Regions from separate parts of the Sus scrofa genome. Here region 1 is linked to region 2. The links are chromatin contacts, called in public Hi-C maps. All regions are on one chromosome and are shown on one strand. Each heading gives the region's core, a stretch centred on a gene start, on an enhancer-like site or on the middle of the called end of the contact. The rest is flanking DNA. Distances are from core to core; before and after follow the strand shown. Region 1 overlaps C9H1orf21. Region 2 overlaps TSEN15 (tRNA-splicing endonuclease subunit Sen15).

Region 1 (6,475 bases), core at 2,741-5,240, 440 kb before region 2:
GTGCTGTATTGTCTCCTAAGGCAAGGCAAGGAGAACCTTTTTGGGGGCCTCTTCAACTCAGCAGGAAAGGTGACCAATCATGATTGTTTAATGTGTGTCTACTCTGTATCAGGCGACTTCACATGAATTCTCACTAACCGTTTACATCGCTGGGCATTTTACTGACTGCCAGCAAGTACATCCTGCGGACTCCTTACCTACATGTTCCACAAAAGGAACTCCAAGCTCAGAAAATATTAAGCACGTTTACAGAGCTAGGTACTAGCAGAGTCTGAAGTCCACCTCATCAGCCCGCTTCCGATCCCGCCTTTCTGCTACCGTTCCACCTACAGAGGCAACGTGACCCAAGAGCAGCGACTGGGCACTTGGCTCTTGCCAGGCATTGTCCACAGGACTTACATGTATTATCTGATTTAACCCTCATAACAATTCTATAAGGAAGCACTGCTGTTATGAGAGTCCCCGTTTCAGATGAAGAAAGAACCTGGCCTTGGCCCACACAAGGCATCTGACTCCAGATGCTCAACAACCAGAGCAGGCAGCCTGGTTGGTGAGTGGATGTTTCTCCTCTTACCATGGGTGGTGGCCAGCTGCCAAAGGACACTGTGTGGGGGGTCCTGGGGAAAAGTCCCTGTAATGGAATAGGTGGTTGCACTTGACCTCAGACCTTCTTCCAGCTAGAGATTCCTAGACGCTTTTGTTTGCAACCTAATTGTTTATGTATATTTTTGACGTTGAAATTTCTGGCATATAAAATGGGTGTTAAAAAAAAAAAAACCCAGCAACTACCCTAGGAAGAATGCACAACTTATCACCTTGTCAAGATCAAATGTGCGGAAAGCCCAAGTGAAATAAGCAGCCATCACTCGCACAGATCACGGCCAGGGAAATCATTTACTGATGAACACATTAAAGACTGCATGTTTCAAAAAAACAAAAGAAAAAAAAAAAAGATTGCATGTTCTCTGACACGCATGCTCAAAGTTTCTCATTGGTGAGTGTTGTGGAAGATGTGAAAAGGTAGCGGAAGGGGAAAACAGAGAACTAAGCTGAAAACAGCATACTAAACACCCACTTGAATGGCTGCTGATGAATTAGTGAGAAGGAAAAGAGGAGGAGCCTGGAAATGGGCTGGGATGACCTGAGAGCTGGCCAAGGGCACCGCAGCCAGCAGCCCTTAGCTCTTAACATTCCAAACACCAGGGGGTAAAATAAAGCAGGACATGTGTTAGATGTTGTATACAAACCTATGCCTGAATTCACTTTAAAAACAGGTGTTTATCCCAATATCCTTTTAGGACAACTGCATGCTGGTGACGTTCCCCTGGAATGCTCCACTTAACAAGTGAATGGCTGTACCCAAGTCACAGCAGTGTTAACAAAAATGTACGGTGCCATCTGTTACCTTGCAGTAGTACTGTCGAGCTACAGGAAGTGGTTATTTTTAAGTTAAAACTAAATCAATTTTTTAAAAATCCCATATGTGGTACATACATACGATGGAATATTACTTGGCCACAAAAAAGAACAAAATAATGCCATTTGCAGCAACATGGATGGGACTGGAAATTATCATACTAAGTGAAGTTCGTAAGACAGTGAGAGACAAACATCGTAGGATATCACTTACATATGGAATCTGAAAAAAGGATACAAATGAACTTATTTACAGAATAGAAATGTTTGTCTGGTAAACAAACTGATGGTTACCAAAGGGGACAGGCTGGGGGTGGGAGTGGGATGGGCGTGAAGTTTGGAATTGGCACACAAAGGTATATGGACTGATGGAGACCTGCCATATAGCACAGGGAACTCTACTCAGTATTCTGTGATAATCTATGTGGGAAAAGAATCTGAAAGAGAATGGATATGCGTGCATGAATAACTGAATCACTGTGTTAACATAGCAGAAATTATCACAACCTTGTAAATCAACTACACTTCAATAACACTTTTAAAAATGAAAAAAAATTCCAAACTAATATATAATCAATGAGCATCAAAATTAATTTCTAAGTGGCAATTAAAATTGGATGGGAATGATTTTTGTTTTGGCTGTGCCTGCAGCATACAAAAATTCCAGGGCCAGGGATCCATATAACAGCTGTAACCTAAGCCATGGTGGTGACAATGCCAGATCCTTAACCTACTGTGCCACCTGGGAACTCCCAGGAATGATGTTTTGAATGGGGCTTCTCAGGCTAACTCAACATTGTAAGAACAATAATGGAACAATTCATGACCCCCATGCTGATATTCTTGAGAGTCAGGAGGCCAAGGCATAGCGTTAAGAATTCCAATTTGGGGAGTGCCCGTCGTGGCTCAGTGGTTAACAAATCCAACTAGGAACCATGAGGTTGCGGGTCCCATCCCTGCCCTTGCTCAGTGGGTTAAGGATCCAGTGTTGCCATGAGCTGTGGTATAGGTCGCAGACGCAGCCGCGCTCAGATCCTGCATTGCTGTGGCTGTGCCGTAGGCTGGTGGCTACAGCTCTGATTAGACCCCTAGCCTGGGAACCTCCATATGCCACAGATTTGGCCCTGGAAAGGGACAAAAAGACCAAGGAAAAAAAAAAAAAAAGAATTGCAATTTGACAGTGCAAAGTTGGGAGCAGAGGACATGCCAAAAAAATCAGCCATAATGCCTAAGTAAATGTAATGTCTGCCATTAATGTCTTTGCTGTTTGAAGCAAGATAAAAACTGATAGGAGAAAAACACCAGCATTTTTGGAAACTGAGTGGGAGGTGAAATGACATAAAGGTTAGTGAGTCCTGTGATGCTCAGGCCACTTTTATCACACGGACACAGTTGGACAAAAAACAGAAATGGATTTTCCGAGCCAAGGCAGTCTTCTGTTCCTGTCTCCCTTCCTAATATTATAGCCACGCTCCTTAACAGTCAGGATCACGTGCTTACAAAGTGTGGAAGACGGTTTTCCCCCAAAGGAAAGGCCTGGGCCATGCAGACATCACCCTTCCAGGATTTCTAAGGCTGGTTCTATTTCCCTCTCCCTCATCTTCTTCAACACACTGAATTGTTCCAAAATAAAAAAAGGAGTTCCCATCGTGCTCAGTGGTTAACGAACCTGACTAGTATCCATGAGGACTCGAGTTCGATCCCTGGCTTGCTCAGTGGGTTGAGGATCTGGCATTGCTGTGGCTGTGGTGCAGGCTGGCAGCTGCAGCTCCCATTCGACCCCTAGCCTGGGAACCTCCATATGCCACAGATGTGGCCCTAAAAAGACCAAAAAAAAAAAAATCCCAAAACCAAAACACTGCAAACAGCCTTTCTGGTTAAAAGCATTATATGGGTACACAAACCTGAAGAAATAGTGAGCAGTGGTCACAGTAGCAGTGATGGCGGAATGGTCCTTCCTTTACGGGTTTTGTTTTTTTTTTAAACAGTGGGCAGTCCCCCCAATGCCCTTTCTTTGTGCTGGCCTAGCCTGTGGCAGAAGCCCCTTGCCCCTTTCCTCTGCCCGGATCCAGGAGAGACACCAACCTTCTTAGAACAAAGCCTCCTTTACCAGCAGACACGCCGCGACTCTCTGCTCTGGAGGCAAGAACAGGTTTCTGGATACACTTTGTTCACGTGCAAGAAGTGTGCACAGAAAATCGTCATGTGTGTCAGCAGAGCCTGCACGTTCCTTTTCTCAGGTCAGGAGACTCAAATCCTACCACTGCTGCGGACCTGCTCCATGGTTTATCCAGCCCTACCTGCCTCGGTTTATTGGTCCAACAAGGCAAATAAAACTGTGAGCACAAATACTGTGGTGAACACTGTGGATGCTTGTGTGTGTGTGTGTGTGTGTGTGTGTGTGTGTGTGTGGTGGGGAGTGAGGGTGCGGAGTGAGCAATTACTAATTAGGAGACCATTTCTTACGTATCTTTCCAGAATACACTCCAAAACAAAGCAGAAAGGAAGCAGCTAGGCTTTATCTTCCTCTAGCAGCCATCCTAGCCTGGGGCTAAAGTGAGTTCACCTCAGGGGTCCATTGTATCCAGATGGCCTGGAGGACCAGTGGGCTGTTCCACACAGGGACAACCTGCAGGAGGAACCAAGCTACCTCCAGGGAAATCATTTTTCCTGCCAGAGGCTTGTTAGCTAAAGCCTTGGTATTGGAGAGGAGCTGTGATGAATTTTTCCTCACTCAGAACTTCAGGATTTAGTCCAGCCTCTCACCCCCCACCCCACAATAATCTCTCTCCCTAGTCCCACCTCCCGAAGAAGGTGAGGCTTCACCAAAAACCTGAGAAGAACTGGGCGCCCAAGGGAGCTCTGGTCCGGAACCCTGGGATGGGAAGATGACAGATGTCTTTGCATGTGCGAGTGAGTGCGTGTGTGTGCTCACTTCCCCATCAGCAGAAAAGACTCAGCACCATTCCGCCAGGGAGGTCAAGGTCTCCAGAATTAGGAAAATGTTTCTGTTGTTTTTTTATTTACAAAATAGAAACAAACTCACAGATTTCAAAACCAATCTTATGGCTACTATAGGTGAAACCGTTGTGAGGGAGGGAAGAATTGGGAGGGTGGAAATAACATATACACACTACTGTATAAAATAGATGATTAACAAGAACCTAGCGCATAGCACAGGAAAATCTACTTAATAGTTTGTAATAACTTAAAAGGGAAACAAGAATGGATATATGTGTATGTATGACTGAGTCACTGTGCTGTACACCTGAAATTAAGACAACATTGTAAGTCAACTTTACGTCAATAAAATTAAATAAAATACGAAATAAATGTTTATATTGTTGTTAAGTACACACATGTACATTTTAGAACTTCATGGTAAACAATAAGAGAACTTCGACTTCTGTTTCCATTTCCAACCATCAAAATTTAAAGAATCCTATTATAGACCAATTTAAGTTACAAAGAATTTTTAAGGGACTGTTTCTATTTTTATTGTACTTAGATTTTTTTTTTTTACAAATTACGATACAAAGGAAGTGGACCATAAAGTTTAAAAATCTCTGTTACATTATACACGTACTTCTTCGAACTGATGTGTTTTACTCATTGAATAAGTGAAGAAATGAATGAATGGATGAGGCATGATAGGTGGTGAATGAACATGTTCAAAGCCATCCCTATTTACTTCACTTTGAAGGCTCTGTTTCTGTAAAATGGGAGTAAAAAGCTGTAACCACAGGATTATGGAGATGAGGAGTTTCTGCTGTGGCACAGTGGGTTAAGAACCTGATTGCAAGGTTGCTGTGGAAGCAGGAGGTTGATCCCGGCATTGCCACAGCTGCGGCACAGGCTGCAGCTGTGGCTCAGATTCCATTTCCAGCCCAGGAATTTCCATATGCCATAGGTGTGGCCATAAAAAAAAAAAAAAAAAAGATTATGAAGATAAGATCATGCCTTTACAGCTAGGCAAACAGTAAATAGGCATTGACTTTTTTAAAGAATAAATAGTAGGATATAATTTATGTGAATTCTCAACTAGTTTTTTTTTAAAATAAATATTTAAAGTCTACTGTGAAATAACTGCTGAGCCTAACATTATTACTAGAAAAAAATGGAATTAGTTTGTTTCTCTTAGATTTATTAATAGAATTTAAAGCTAAATGTTTTTTCCTAACCTAAGATAATAAAATATGTCTTCCTTCATCCTGGTACCTGTGAAAAGCTGCATCCAAACTGCATGAAGAATCGAGTAGACATACTCAGCAGGCTTTGGGCCCTCTGCGCATGTACGAACAGAGATTTAGGATCTGAATGTACAGTGGACATTTACTGAGTCCCTAAGACGAGAGGTGAGCATGTATCAAGACCTGTAGAGATGGATTTGCTCACTTAATCCTTTTAAACCAATACGCCAGGAATGTATGGAAATGACTCTCCTGAATAGGTATGTTCCTTTTCTAAGCTACATGATTAAAATGTCTAGTTTCCTTTGATACAAACATCAAACATGTTGTTGCTGCTGTTTTTCCGATAAGCAAAGTAATATTTTCACTGTAGGAAATGAATAATTTGTCCTACCAAGTGCCATTAACAGTTTGGAATATTTTCTCTGCTGATTTCACAACTCTTTGTTTCTTTCTCTCTTTCTCTGCTGTTTATTTACAATACTGGAATTATGTAAATAAACATTTTGTGAACAAATGATTTTTAAAGGTTTACACTATTTCATTATATAGATAAACTATTTAATAACCTTTAGGCTAATACGAGGATGTGGGTTATTTCCAGATTTCCACCATTACACGTAATGCTGCAATAACTTCCCTTTTTTTTTTTGGTCTTTTTGCCTTTTCTAGGGCTGCTTCCCGAGGCATATGGAGGTTCCCAGGCTAGGGTTGAATTGGAGCTGCAGCCACCGGCCACAGCCACAGCCACAGCCACGCAGGATCTGAGCCGAGTATACGACCTACACCACAGCTCATGGCAACGCCAGATCCTTAATCCACTGAGCAAGGCCAGGGATCGAACTTGCAACCTCATGGTCCTAGTCGGA
Region 2 (5,566 bases), core at 1,710-4,209:
GTTCTCTTGCTTATTAACTGTTCGCTACCAATGTGAGTGGTGTGCCTCTTCCTCCGTCTCACCTTGCCCTCTGTATGGGATCCAGTTCCAGATTTCACCCAGGAGATTCCTGAGGCTGCGAACCAGCAACATCATAATCTCGCCCATCCTAACACACCTGAGCTACCAGCAGGTTTCAGGCTCTCGTCACTTCTCATCTGTGCTCTAACACACGCTACTCAAAGTGTGGTCTGTACACAGTGTCAATTCACAAAGGATTGCTGGTCTGGAATGAGAAGTACAGAAATTGAGAATAAACATTTAGAAATTCATATAACAATTTAACTGATTAACTTTATCTGTTGGGGCTAATAAATAAATATTTGGGTATAGAGTAACCCCAGATCATGGCATTGGGCCTTCTTGCCCAAGCTGTCCTGCAAAAATGCTTGCCAAATTAAACAGGATCAAAGCTTCAGGGTTAAGAAACAGCACTGGGAACTATAGCTAGTCACTTACAATGGAGCATGATAATGTGAGAAAAAGAACATATATATGTATGTGTGACTGGGTCACCTTGCTACACAGTAGAAAATTGACAGAACACTGTAAACCAGCTATGAAGGAAAAAATAAAAATCATTAAAAAATAAATAAAAAAATTAAAATAACAACAACAAAAAGAAACAGAACCATGAGAAGTTCCCATTGTGGCTCAGTGGTAATGAGCCCGACTAGTACCCATGAGGATGTGGGTTCAATCCCTGGCCTTGCTCAAGGGGTTAAGGAAATGGTGTTGCCATGGGTTATGGTGTAAGTTGCAGACTCGGCTCGGATCTCAAGTTGCTGAGGCTGTGGCGTAGGCAGGCAGCTGTGGCTCCAATTCGATCCCAAGCCTGGGAACTTCCACATGCTACAGATGTGGGCCTAAAAACCAAAAAGAAAATAAAAGAAATAGAATGACGGTAGGATTTCAAGCAATAGCAAGCAGATCCATGGGATATTTAGGGATTAAGACCCTTCCTCACTGATAGTGAAGTCATCATTTGAACGTTCCCTGAGTCTTCTCTTTGTACCAGCACAGAATTTAGTTCTAACAAACAAAGCACCTTTCTGAGCTCTTTCTCATTTAATATTAAATATTGTCTTAGGTTTGCCTACATAAAGAGCATGGACATGGATGTATTTATTCTTTGGAAGAAAACTTTATAAATATATTGCCTATGAAAATGATTTTCCAAATTATCCACACACAGCATGACATTTTGATACACTTGTTCAAGAGTACAAGAGGATAATATAACTGATCTCTAAATCACTTTCTAACTCCCTCCAGGACTAAGCGACTCTTTTTCTTCCCAAAGCCTCTTTGACACACATTAATATATTTCTCTGCACCACACAAGATTCTGAAAAGAACAGGGGCCTAGATGTTAAGAGACCTCGTTCTAGTCGTCATTGCCCACTCACTTGCTACCACCTGAAGCTGCTGCTCAACCACTCAGTCCCCTAATTGCTCCATCTATTAAACAAGGGTAGTAAATTAATAGTAAATAAATAATATCAGTTCTGTTGTGCAAATCAAAGAGTACTGAAGCACTTGAGAGAGAATAAAGTGCTACATTATCATTAGCATTTAGCATTTATATGTTCCGCTGCCTTGTAATACTCTCCAGTTATCTTGAACACACGGATTTTCTCCTTTCGAACCTAACAATAAGCCTTGGCAAGGTGCATGGTGTAATATTTCTCCATACCTGTCCAATGTTCAGGGCTTTGGGACAAATAACATACATACAACGATTGTTTGAAAATTGTTTAATTTACCAGACGTTGCTAAACCCCTTCACCATTAAGGAAACTGCATAAATTTCACACGCTGCCTGACAGGTATTCCTCACTCACAATGGTAATGCTCTTTTTTAGAGCTCTGGCTATCTGAACTCCTTGAAGGAACAGGTCATATCTCATTAATCTCTGTAACCCTGGCGTTTACAACATCATCTAAGCACAGAGAAGTCCAATTAATGTCTAAAGATAAATAATGTGTTAATAAATGAATGGATTCTAATTAAATACTTCCTTAATATGACCCCCATTCAGTACAATGAAATCTAAAAAAAAAATCTTTGATTTTAAACAGTTTTTTAATCTTCCAGAACCATCTAAACATTTCAAAAGCAGACCCACCCAATAAGTCATGAGATTTTCCCATCCTCTTTCCTAACAAGCCCAAACAGTTCTTATTCAAAAATCATTAACAAACAAACAAACAAAAACAAAGGAGTTCCCATGGTGGCGCAGCGGAAACGAATCCGACTAGGAACCATGAGGTTGCGGGTTCGATCCCTGGCCTCGCTCAGTGGGTTAAGCACCTGGCCCAAATCTAGCGTGGCTGTGGCTGTAGTGTAGGCCAGTGGCAACAGCTCTGATTAGACCCCTAGCCTGGGAACCTTCATATGCTGCGGGTGCTGCCCTAAAAAGACAAAAAAAAAAAAAAAAAAAAGATCATTAAGAGGCTTAGGCTGCAGGAGTGGGGGTGGTAAGGAACAGGACAGCTCTGGGTCTGAAAGGAGGGAAAATGGTACTTCTTGTGCAGAGAATATGCCATGATTCTGCGCATGTAAACAGTCAAGGTAAAATGCGGCAGATGAATAAAGAGCTTCTGTCTACAAGAACTATAAACTTTGGCAGGAACCACTGTGCCGCAGCAGCGAAAGCCCTCCTACTAGCTCTGCAAAGGAAAAAGTGACCTCAGAGAGGAATTCACAACTCAAATGCTCAGAAAGAGAAGATGAAGTACCCGAAGTACCATGATGTTTTGGTTAGGTCATTTGGTTCCAGGCGTATAAACGTGTGAACTGTTTCCATTGTTTTTAAAGTGCAGATTATAGGAGCTTTGTAGATACTGTTCTATTCTAGCTGTAGCTCTGAATTCCCAGGTGCCTCCGCCCTCAGGTTCTCGGGGAGGGATCTGCGGTGTTTAGGGGCACGTTCTAGTGGGGACACCGAGGCCAGGCGCAAAGTCAGTCAGTCTGGAGTCACTGGGCCTAGAGGCCTAGTGTTCCACTGAGCCGTCCCTGCTGGGGCGGGCATGGACGAGGGCCTCCGGAATACAAAATGAAGACAGCACGATGTGCATGCTCTTTCCCCACCCTGCTCCATATAGAGAAGGCTTCCCTTTAATGAAAAAGTTTATAGGTGTAACAGTAGCATTTGTGTCTCTGGCCACTGGTATTCAGCCAGTTTACTGAGTGATTCAAAGCTGGGGTCTCTTGCTATGTGATCTGATCTCGAAATTGTATTTATATATTAGGATTTTGCAAGGAAAAAATGAAGTGCATCATGGCATATGGATATGAACAAAACCATAATCTTGAAAAAAAAAAAACCACCCACCCACCCACCCATGCCCCAAACAAGTTTTTGTTTTTAAATATAGATCTCTATTCTGAGCAAAGCATGAATCAATTCACATATTTAATGTCAGTAGAGAGTGTAATTTTAGAGGCATGTCAGAAAGAAAAAGGGGGTGTGAGCACAAAAAACTTATTTATATTTTTATTTATGTGATTCCCCACAGACTGAAAATAAATTTTCAAGAGCACCACATCTCAAGTTAATTCTTTCCTCAAGTCTGAAAATGCTGTGCTTATTTAGCAGTGCCCTCTGCTGTCCAAATCTTAGTGTGCCTTGAGGCAAAAAGTAAACCCCTACACAATTAAATGAGCGTACAATCAGCATTCGTTCATTCACCAAATACTTATTGAGAGCTTAGTATAGGCCAGTTTGGGGAAGGTGGTGGGATACACAAACGTAAGACTTAAAGATTCAGAGAATAAACTAGGGGTTACCAACAGGGAGTGGGACTGAGGCAAGGGCAGGACAGGGGTAGGAGATTAACAGATACAAACCACCATGTGTGAAATAAATAAGCAGCAAGGATATATTGTACAGGAGTTCCTGTCATAGCTCAGCGGTTAACAAATCCGACTAGGAACCATGAGGTTGCAGGTTCTATCCCTGGCCTCGCTCAGTGGGTTAAGGATCTGGCGTTGTCGTGAGCTGTGGTGTAGGTTGCAGACAAGGCTCAGATCCTGCGTTGCTGTACTCTGGTATAAGCTGGTGGCTACAGCTCCGATTCAACCCCTAGCCTGGGAACCTCCATATGCCATGGGTGCAGCCCTAGAAAAGGCAAAAAGACCAAAAAAAAAAAAAAAAAAAAAGGATATATTGTACAGCACAGGGAACTATACCCATTATGCTATAACAACTTTAAATGGAGTATAACCTATAAAAATATTGAATACTTTGTTGTATATCTAAAATCAATATAATTTTACAAGTAAACTATACTTCAATAAAAAAATTCTTTTAAAAAGATACAGTTCCTTGTCCTGTTCCTAAGGAGCCCATAGTCTAATAAGAGAGACAAATGTAAATACAATTACAAAGTTATTGGACCCCATAAAAGAAATCACTTTACCTAGTTTTTCACTAAAATGAGACCAACGGAGCTGGGTTGTCTCCATTTCCAAACTGTCATGGACCATTATTCACATTAGCAGATCTCGGGCTGGCCTTGGACAGAACAACTTTGATCAAGTACACAGGGAACATTCTGAAAAAGAGTAAACATCCCAGGACACACAGTGAGTCTGAGAGCTAGTTTAAAGATTTCTGTGAGAAAGCTCCTTTCACAGTCAGCCCCAAGACACTTCTGGTCTTGTAGTTACATGGGGCCCCCTGGTCACCAGATCTGAAGCACAAACCTAACATTCATTAAGCCTTACGCGTCTTCCTGAAAATGCAGACGATTTTTCTAAGGACTGTAACGAAAAGCCTCAAAAGGAATCAAATGGCAAAGATGCTAAGAATTGGTCATAAATTATTATAGGATCCTTATATTTGCAATTTATCCAGTGGGGACACAGAAACACATATGGTTCTGACTTGGTGCAACTTTAAGCTTTCTAGGGAATGAGAGGGAGTCTGAAGGAGTTGCCAAGACCCTCCATCACAAAGAAAAGTGAAATTCAAATATCAAAGGAAAGGGGTCAGGAGATACTACAGACCAAGAATAATGCTTTATACCATTTTTTGATTTGCCTACTTTTGGCCACGTTTCTGTTCTTGTTATTATTGTTTTCTAGAGTAATTATTAGCCATGACTTGCTGCTAACCAACAGAATATGGTAAAGGTGAAAGGATGCACATGATTACATTACACACAATGATGAGGTCCGTCTTATTGAGGCTCTCTCCCTCCTGGCACTGAGCTGACAGCCGTTGTGCTGGCGAGGCCTAAACGGCAAAAAAGGGGTGGTTTCTTGACAACAGCCCACTAAACGAGGCTCTCAGCCCAAGGGCCCACAGAGAACAGAAAGCTGCTATCCACACGAGTGAGGAAGCAGACCTTTCCCCACGGAAGCCTCAGGTGAGACTATAGCCCTGGCCAACACCTTGGCTGCAGCCTTACAAAGGACCCACCTTTGAGATATAAAATGTGTGCTATTGTAAGCTGCTAAGTTTGTATTAACATTAGTAGGCAACAATAGGTAACTAACATAGACCTCAGGATACCTTTT

Evidence for each region. Hi-C and Micro-C count contacts between places; a contact is called where the count stands out from the background.
Region 1: a contact with region 2 is called in a Hi-C map of adipose tissue, with 3 times the contacts expected there. The contact joins two enhancer-like sites. A contact is called at or near these places in 15 of 47 Hi-C or Micro-C datasets (adipose tissue, alveolar macrophages, brain and 9 more) and 1 of 2 datasets of contacts at active chromatin or transcription factors (skeletal muscle).

The regions. Positions count from the first base shown.
Region 1 is chr9:125,778,831-125,785,305 of Sscrofa11.1, reverse strand. The region is part of intron 3 of C9H1orf21; the gene reads right to left. Among named protein-coding and RNA genes, the nearest start is that of C9H1orf21, 170 kb to the right of the region's middle. Within about 2 kb of position 3,990, at least 3 of the 83 cell types and tissues checked have an H3K27ac peak or open chromatin away from gene starts, as enhancers often do. A contact at or near this core is called in adipose tissue, where this site is marked.
Region 2 is chr9:125,337,849-125,343,414 of Sscrofa11.1, reverse strand. It overlaps TSEN15 (tRNA-splicing endonuclease subunit Sen15), which reads right to left. Exons shown (of 9, transcript XR_002335966.1): 5 at 4,465-4,599; 6 at 63-265. Among named protein-coding and RNA genes, the nearest start is that of TSEN15, 40 kb to the right of the region's middle. Within about 2 kb of position 2,959, at least 5 of the 83 cell types and tissues checked have an H3K27ac peak or open chromatin away from gene starts, as enhancers often do. A contact at or near this core is called in adipose tissue, where this site is marked.